3 separate regions of the Mus musculus genome follow, and all the other regions are linked to region 3. The links are chromatin contacts, called in public HiChIP or PLAC-seq maps. All regions are on one chromosome and are shown on one strand. The core of a region is the stretch at or near the end of the contact, and the rest is flanking DNA. Distances in the headings are between cores, read along the strand shown. Region 1 overlaps Zbed4 (zinc finger, BED type containing 4). Region 2 has its middle 22 kb from the start of Gm35997. Region 3 holds the start of Brd1 (bromodomain containing 1).

Evidence for each region. HiChIP or PLAC-seq counts read pairs in DNA pulled down with a chosen protein or histone mark.
Region 1: an H3K4me3 HiChIP or PLAC-seq map of bone marrow-derived macrophages shows a contact between it and region 3, with 2.9 times the contacts expected there. The contact joins the enhancer-like site here to the promoter of Brd1 in region 3. A contact is called at or near these places in 5 of 39 promoter capture datasets (the C10 cell line, the HPC-7 cell line, fetal liver and 2 more), 1 of 15 datasets of contacts at CTCF or cohesin (CD8 T cells), 8 of 484 Hi-C or Micro-C datasets (CD4 T cells, CD8 T cells, DN3 thymocytes and 4 more), 8 of 115 datasets of contacts at active chromatin or transcription factors (the 230-238 cell line, CD8 T cells, the SCID.adh cell line and 2 more) and 3 of 9 other capture datasets (adipose tissue, liver and pancreatic islet).
Region 2: a contact with region 3 is called in an H3K4me3 HiChIP or PLAC-seq map of embryonic stem cells, with 35 read pairs. The contact joins the enhancer-like site here to the promoter of Brd1 in region 3. A contact is called at or near these places in 1 of 39 promoter capture datasets (pre-B cells), 16 of 484 Hi-C or Micro-C datasets (the C10 cell line, the G1E-ER4 cell line, the P5424 cell line and 11 more), 7 of 115 datasets of contacts at active chromatin or transcription factors (the SCID.adh cell line, embryonic stem cells, pancreatic cancer cells and 1 more) and 3 of 9 other capture datasets (adipose tissue, liver and pancreatic islet).

Annotation. Positions count from the first base shown.
Region 1 is chr15:88,774,493-88,777,192 of GRCm38.p6, forward strand. All of the region lies in intron 2 of Zbed4 (zinc finger, BED type containing 4), which reads left to right. Among named protein-coding and RNA genes, the nearest start is that of Zbed4, 24 kb to the left of the region's middle. Within about 2 kb of position 1,414, at least 8 of the 459 cell types and tissues checked have an H3K27ac peak or open chromatin away from gene starts, as enhancers often do. A contact at or near this core is called in bone marrow-derived macrophages, where this site is marked.
Region 2 is chr15:88,682,850-88,685,589 of GRCm38.p6, forward strand. No RefSeq gene overlaps it. Among named protein-coding and RNA genes, the nearest start is that of Gm35997, 22 kb to the left of the region's middle. Within about 2 kb of position 1,457, at least 9 of the 459 cell types and tissues checked have an H3K27ac peak or open chromatin away from gene starts, as enhancers often do. A contact at or near this core is called in embryonic stem cells and trophoblast stem cells, where this site is marked.
Region 3 is chr15:88,732,867-88,735,625 of GRCm38.p6, forward strand. It overlaps Brd1 (bromodomain containing 1), which reads right to left and starts at 1,353. Exons shown (of 13, transcript NM_001033274.3): 1 at 1,063-1,353. It overlaps Gm41377 (a long non-coding RNA gene), which reads left to right and starts at 1,255. Exons shown (of 3, transcript XR_875560.2): 1 at 1,255-2,759.

The DNA of each region.
Region 1 (2,700 bases), core at 164-2,663, 42 kb after region 3:
TCTATCTGCCTTGTGATTGTGGATCAGATGTAAGAATTCAGCTAGTTTTTCAGTGTTGTGCCTGCCTGCTCCAGACCACAAGTCCCCAATTAACTGCCTTTTATATGTTGCCTTGATCATGGTGCCTTTTCATAGCATTAGAAAAGTAACTAAGACAGGTAACATGGCAGTGGGTCTGCTGGATGGCCTGAGTCTGGTTAGCTGCTTTGGAACTGTTAAGCTTCTTCCCAGAGTACTTACCTATCTTCTCTCTGCAGACTATTTGAGAGTTTTGTTGCTCTGTCTTTTTTTTTTTTTTTTTTAAGATTTATTATTGCATGTAAGTACACTGTAGCTGTCTTCAGACACTCCAGAAGAGGGCGCCAGATCTCATTACAGATGGTTGTGAGCCACCATGTGGTTGCTGGGATTTGAACTCAGGACCTTCGGAAGAGCAGTCAGTGCTCTTAATCGCCGAGCCATCTCTCCAGCCCCTGCTCTGTCTTCAAATGGACACTTAAATTTTTATTCTGTCCATCGTAGTGTGTCACATTAATGTATTAGTTTGATTTGTATATATTTCTTTAATTGCTGTTTAATTTTCCAAATCTAGCATTTAGTGTCTTATTTTGCTCAATTTTGTTTTCTATATTAAAAATACATGTGCATAGTTATGTATGAAGTATATATTGTTTTATGTACAGCTGTTTGTAATTGATTTAGGCCATATGTGTAATGAGTACATTTATGCTTTTTCTTTCTTCCTGAGTTGTATTCATTATTCTCTCCTAAACAATATATCCCAACCACAGCATCCCTTCCCTCCATTCCTCCCAGTCCCTCCCCTACCTCCACTCTCCCTCAGATCCAATGCTCTTCCATTTCCCTTCAGAAAAGACAGGGCTCCCCAGTGATACCTACTAAACACAGCACAACAAGATACAATAAGACTTACTGGCAAGGCAACCAGTAAGAGGAAAAGGGTCCCAAGTGCAGGAAAAAAGTCAGAGACACCCCCTCTCCTACTGTCAGGATTCCCACAAAACCCACAGCAACCACTTCATGTATGCAGAGGACCTAGTGCAGACCCATGCAGTCTCCGTGATTGCTGCTTCAGTCTCTGTGAGAACCCTGCATAGTTGATACTGTGGGCCATATTCTCCTAGTGTCCTCACCCTTCTGGATCTTAAAATTCTTCCTCCCCCTCTTCCACAGGGCTCCCCAAACTGCCTAATGTCTGGCTGTGAGTCTCAGCATCTGCTCCCATCAGTTGCTGGATGACACCAATCTATGAGTATAGCAGAATATTGTTATATTGTTAGGAAGCATTTCTTTTTGCTTTTGTCAGTTGTGTTTGGTTCTATCTTATGTCTCTGAGTCATACAGCCTCCAAGCAGTGTCAGGCATGGGTTCCTTCTCTTGGCTTTGGCCTCAAGTTAGTCATCGGTTTGCCACTCTAACAAGCTCTGAGCCACCATTGCCCCAACACATCTTCCAGGCAGGACGGGTATGGTTTGAAGGTTTTGTGGCTGGGTTGGTGTCTTGGTTCCACCAGGTTACTAAAGATGGTCAGTTCAGGCCCAGTGTTTGCCATTACTGTGAATCTTCCTCAGAGTCCCTTCATTTGAGTTCCAGAAGTTTCTACTGCACCAGGCTTCTATATCATCCTAAGTGCCCCTATCTCAGTCATCCCTCCCATTCCTATCTGATCCCCTCCTGTTCCGATCCCTTAGCCAACCTGAAGAATCTATTTCCCATTTCCAAGGAGATTCCACTTTCCCACCCCTCCTGTGTGTGACTATGCTACAGTGTACATGAACAAACATGTAGAAAGCCAGAAGTCAACCCTGGGTGTCATTTCTCAGGAGTTGTCCACATTGGTGTTTTGTTATTTGTTTGATGCAGGGTCTCATTAAACTTGGAGCTTACTGAGTTGACCAGACTGTCTGGCCAACAAGCCCAAGGGACCGGCCTATTTCTGCCCCTCACCCCTCAGCTCTAGGATTACAGGCATACATCATCATACCCAGCCTTTTATTATTGTCACATGCTTGTGTGTGCACACCCACACTTATAAACAAAACCTGTTGTGTTCATTTAGTGTTGCTCATCTGTATATGGGTTTAGAGCTGGCTACTTGGGATTAGGTCACATATTCCTTCTATCAGCAGTCAACAGTTGCCTATGATTTTTCATCTAAGGTAGAGGTCTTGTGAAATTTACCCCCAACCAGGTTGGTATGTCAACTTGTGTTATCATTGTATAGGACTCACTTATGTAACCATATTGAGATTTTATGGGGATAGCTTCCTGGTTTTTTTATAGCACTATCTCAGAGCAGAAGCCCTGCTTCTCTGGCTCTTAGTCATTCTGCCATCTCTCCAATGTTTCTTGAGCCTTCAATGTAGTGGCTGCATTATAGATGTCTCAGTTGGCACTGGGCACCCATGGCCACTTATTCTCTGCAGTCTGACTAGTTTTGTCTTTGTATAATGCTGTCTACTGCAGAAACAAACTTCTTTGTTGAGGAATGAGAATTCCATGTAATCTTTGGGTATAGTATTTAGAATGAGGTTGGGAATAATGCTGGTTTAGGGAAGTAGTGGGAGTAAAATCTCCTTTAGAGTTCTTAGCCTTACAGTCACACATAGCATGCACAGCTAGCTTGGGGTCTGAGTATTAAACTCAGTTCTCATGTTTACACAGCAATATCTTGTATCG
Region 2 (2,740 bases), core at 207-2,706, 50 kb before region 3:
CAAAGGTAGCTACTGCCACTAACGAGGGAGGGGTCTGGCTAGCTAGATGCTCACCCGGGTACCCGCCTGCACCTGAGCCCTCTATCTCAAGCCTTTATCCTATGGGTCTTCTCGTTAAACTTCGACCTGGGGGACATCACCACAGCACCGGTGGAGCTTCGGCTGGCACAGTCGGGAAACCAGAGCCTTTTAAGTCTCCTGGGTAAATGGGCAGATATGGCAATGAGGCTATGGCTCCGTGAGTCCAAGTTCTGACTACTTAAATAGCATGTTCCTTAAAGTAAGTAGTCCTGGTTAGAGTTTCATTGCTAAGAAGAGACACCATGATCAGGGGCAACTCTGATAAGGGAAAACATTTCATTGGGGCTGGCTTACAGTTTGGAGGGTTAGACCATGATGGCAGTGTGCAGCCAGACATGGTCCACAGGCAGCAGAAGCAACTCACTGGGCATAACGAGCATATATGACCTCAAAGTGGCATATATGTCCATTGGGCAGACATACTCAACCTAACTTTGGCGATAAGTGATCGATCCCCTTGGGCCCAGTGACTGGGGCTGCACATTTTTCTTTGGAACTGTTAATAGCCTGCAGTGACAATAGGGCTACTTAGGAGTGTAAGGTAGTGGGGTCCCAAGCCCAGAGTAGCGCTGGCCCTGGGCCCAGCTGGGCTTCATCTCTGGCAGCCTTTGCATCTCATTGCTCTGAGGGCTCCTCACTAGGCCTAGTACACGAGACTGAGCATGCTCCCACTCCGAGCTCTCAAATGCCCATATGTCACCATCCAGGGACCGCTGGCCAGTAGTCTACAGGGAGGAGAGCAGCTGGAGTGACCAAGTCATAAGCTGTTGCCCCGGAGCTTCAGAAAATGACAGGGTCTGAGAACTTCTAAGAAGCTTCGGTGGTTGCCTTGTGAGCTTTCTAAAAGCCCACTGACCAGCACGGAGGGAAGAAAGTCCCCCCAGAACCACAAGAATCCAAAACCCTGCCTCACCGTGAACTACATCGAATACCAACCAAAAGCAACCTAAAGAAAGCTGACCTGGGCCACAGGTTACTGGCCTCAAAGTCTTCGATCCTGGTTTTTGAATGATTTGAAGTTTACCAGCTGTAAAGAAAAGTAACAGGGCTTAGAGTATCAATGTTTCTATCACATAACCAATGTGCAGACCCACAGGGAAGTCCTGCATTAGGACTGCAGCCACAGGTCTCATCTATCTTGTGGTTGTCAGGCTCAGCATGGTCCAAAAAGGCTGCTCCAAGCCATCTATCACACCGACACCCCAGGAGCCATTAAGAACAAGCAGATGACTCAAATCTGGATATTTCCTGATGTCACCCCACCCCCACCAATTCCTCACCTGCTTGACCTTGATTTCCTGTCTACCTTCCAGCGGCAGGGGAAAAGGAGCATGGGAAAGAGGCTTTCGGGTGGGGCTCTTCAACCAGGGTATGCTATCCGGGTGAGATCGGCCACAAGGGCTGGGGTGAGGCCAGGTGGAGACAGGTCACACGAGCTGATTTTGTCTGTAGGCACTCTGATTTTGTTGTATGTTTTCCAGGGTGTTGGTTTTACATTTTTTAACCTCAATTTAAAAAAAAAAAAAAAAAAAAAAAAAAGATGTTTTCACAGCAGATGGTGGTGGCAGGTGTCTTTAACCCAAGCACTTGGGACGTTTTTGTAGATCACGGTACAAAGGGCTGGAGAGGTGGCTCAGTGGCTAAGAACAGTTGCCCTTGCAGAGACTTGGGTTTGATTCCCAGCTACCATTCCACAGCTTACAACCAGGGATCCAACACACTCTTCTGAACTCTATATGGTATACATACATACATACATTTATACACATAACACGGTAAATATATTAGTGGGGGGGTTACAGTTCAAGACAGGGTTTACGTAGCCTTGGCTGTCAAGAGAACTTTCTGTGTAGACTACGAGCTGGTCTCTGCCCTGCCTTCAAAGCCCTGGGATTAGAGGCAGGCATCACCAGCCAGGCCATTTTTTTTTTTTTGTTTATTTCTTTTGTTTTGGGGTTTGTTTGTCTTTCAAGACAGGGTTTCTCTGTATAGCCCTGGCTGTCCTGTAACTCACTTTGTAGACCAGGCTGGCCTCGAACTCAGAAATCGGCCTGCCTCTGCCTCCTGAGTGCTGGGATTAAAGGCGTGCGCCACCGCGCCCGGCTCAGCCAGGCCATTTTTAATGTCTCTTTCTTTCAAGCCAGCACACAGTGAGTTTCACTATGCAATTTTTATACATACATACCAACCTTGGTGTCTCAGGTCTAAAATTTTGCTAATTCAGGAGGCAACACGGTGCTCAGTGCCCCGATTCCATTTTCACAGAATCAAGGAAATGCACAGAAGATGGAGGAAAACAACCTGCATTCCAAGAGGACCAGCTCCATCTCCCAACAAACAACTCATTTCAGAGCCAGCATGGGAACCAGAGCTGACCCAGGACCTCGGCTGCTCTCAACCTTAATCAGAGGCAGTTCTTAAAGTGGGCAGCCATCCCTGGGAAAACACACAACCAGCTGATCAAAGAAGCACTGAGAAGAAACTAAGTAGGATACCAAAACGCTCACACTCCAGGGCTCAGGGGATATCACAGAAGCGGTGGGGAAACAATGTAAGAGCTATAAAATGAAGCCGTGCGCTGTGAAACGCTTCGTCCGGACACAACAGAGAGTCATGAACTCACAGAAGCCAGCTGCGGTGATCGGACAAAACCAGCACA
Region 3 (2,759 bases), core at 103-2,602:
GACCATCCGGAGAGAAAAACACAGACTCAGGACAGTGCACGCGACCCAACAAGTGATAAAACAGTAACTAAGTAATAGGGAAATTCTGTAACTACTTGTTACCAGATGACAGATACTCTAAAACAGTCGCAGCTGGGTGAAGTGAATGTCCTCCATGAAGGGGGGCCGTTTCCTAGGTGTGTGTAAGTGTGTCACAACTGCAGGGCACCATGAGGAGCTGCGTTTTCTGCAAATTAAGCGCACAGGAAAGTTGCTTCTCTCCTAAAGGCCCAAGAAAGCCGCGCACGCGCGCTCGTTTCTCGGCGTTTCCTGCACTCATCCACGGAGTTGTGGCGGAGCTGCGGGCTTGCTCCGGAGATACCAGGCCCCGCTCCACTTAGGAAATCTTCCGAGCCCGTCCCTCTTCAAGGGAGTTTCCTGTCTTGGCAAAATAGATCGGACCGATCTGTTACATAATGCGACCCGCTCCGCACCGCCAAGGCTACGGGCGAGGACGTGGGCAGACGCCACGAGACCCCAGGCCTTCCGCCTCCTCCGCTGTCCGACGCCCGGCCCCTCGGCCGCCCCAGCCGCCCAGACAGCCGAGCTGCCCAGAGCCCGCCCGCCCGGCCCGGCGGCCTCCCCGCCTACTGAGCCCTGCCGATCGCTCCATTCTCTTGGCCGCGCCTCCCGCGCCGCGGCGGCCTCCTTCTACTCCTCTGTCTCCCCGACCCCGCCGCGGCCTCCGTGTCCCTCTCCGCCCCCACCCGGCTGCGGCCTCCGCCTCCGCGATCTCGCCGCGGCCTCGCCTCCCGAACCCGGCCTCTTGGGCGAGCCGCCGGCACCGATCTCCGGCGTCCCCGGCCGCGCCGGCTCACGGCGGCGCACGTCCGCCCGGCCTTCTCGGTCCCTCCGGCTCCCGCGCCCGCCAGGCCTCACGGCCTCGGGGCCTCGCCGCCCCGACTCTCCGGCCTCCCCGCCCGCGGACAATGCGGAGCCGCCGCTGCCGCCTCCAAACATGGCGCCTGCACCTCCGCCCCGGCCGGCGAGGCGGGCGGCGAACGGCGACCGTCAGACACTCACCTTCGGGGGCGCCGCGGCCGCGGGAGCCCGGCGGGCGGGCGGGCGCGGAGGCCGGCGCGGCCGAGGCGGCGCTAATGGCGCCGCGGCTCCTCCGCCAACGGCCGCGCAGCCGTGCCCCGCCGGGCTCCGGGGCGCGCTCGGCCAGCGGCTCCGGGCCCGCAGGGCGCCGCGGCTCGGGCGGGGTCGGCGGCGCCGGCACGGCCGGCTGAGGCCGGCTCGGGGCCCGGCCGGGCGGAGGACGCGGACGCGGAGCTGCTCGGACGCCTGCCGAGGCGCTGCTCGCTCCCCAGCGAAGCAAACAATGCGGCGAGCGCTCCGCCCGGCGCGCTGCGTGCGAGACGCGCCCCGCCCGCCGCCGCCACGACGCGCGCCGCGCCAAGCCGGGATAAGGGGGCGGGGCGGGACGCGAAGGAGAGAGTGGGGTGACCAGGAAGGGTGTTAGGGTGGGGATCCGGATGGGGGAGGAGTGCTACAAAAGTGGGGTGACTAGGAGGAGAATTCTGGGGGAGACAGGCTAGGGTTCCTGAGGATGAAGGACTGCTGCTGTAAGAGAAGGGTAACCAGATGAATGGTGTTTACTATGGGGTCAATGGCACTGAGTAGAGCAAGAATGCTGACCCTAGAGAGCCAGGTGGAGTTTCCTGAGAGTGCTTGCTTTCCAAGGGAGTGGTATTTTGAGAGAATCAAGAGATGCATCCTAAGGGGGGGAAGTGGGGTTCTGATAGTGTCTGGTGACCAGCGTGGTTCACGGAGGATGAGTTAGGAGGGAATGGAAATGAGGGCCGTGATGGAGGGGATCACCAAACAAGGGTGGATTTATTTGAGGAATAAATGGCTAGGACTGGGGAACCCTAAGGTGGCACTAGAAAGGCATTAACAAGGGCACGAGGTCAGTGGTTGGGTAGAGGAGGGTATGGAAAGGACTTGAGGATGACTAGTGACTGGGACAAGTAGTAGCAATCTCAAACTATGGGCAGCCAGGTCTGGGGGCATGCCTCCAACTCAGGCTTTCCTCTTCTTTTCTTTCTTTCTGTCTGTCTGTCTACCTTTCTTACTTACTTTGGTGGTGGTGGTTTGATTGTTTGGTTGCCTGATTTTTGGTTTTGTTGTTTTGAGACAGACTCTCACTATGTAATTCTGACTGTAACTCACTATGTAGTCAGAGATCGGCCTCCCTAAAGGCATGGCCCACCACCCATGACTTAGGCCTTCCTCTTATAAGCATTGTACTCATAGAAGTATTTAAGCATTGACATCCCTACCAAGGAGCTGGTAACACTTACAGCAGTGGTTCTCAACAGTCCTATTGCTGCTGATCAATGCTGTGATGGCCTCCAGCCATCAAATTCTTTCACTTCTACTTTATAACTATAATTTTCAATACTGTTATGAATGTAAATATCTGATATGCAGGACCAAAAGGGTTGTGACCCACAGGCTGAGAACCTCTGCTGTAAAAGGCTTGAAGATTTTGAAATCAGGGCCCTTTGGGTTGGTGCTTAGGGACACTGGTCTTACTCTCCAGCTTGTTCCGTCTACTTTGTCCTTAGTTTAAAAGTTAGTGGCTTCTAGAGAATTTTCATTATGAGACTCATCTGTAAGTATTTTGAAATGGGGGTGAAGACTGGGTAGTTCTTTGGTTGCCTTGGAAGGCTTATGACAGGTGTCATGGTGATGAAGCACTAGTCATGTGCCTG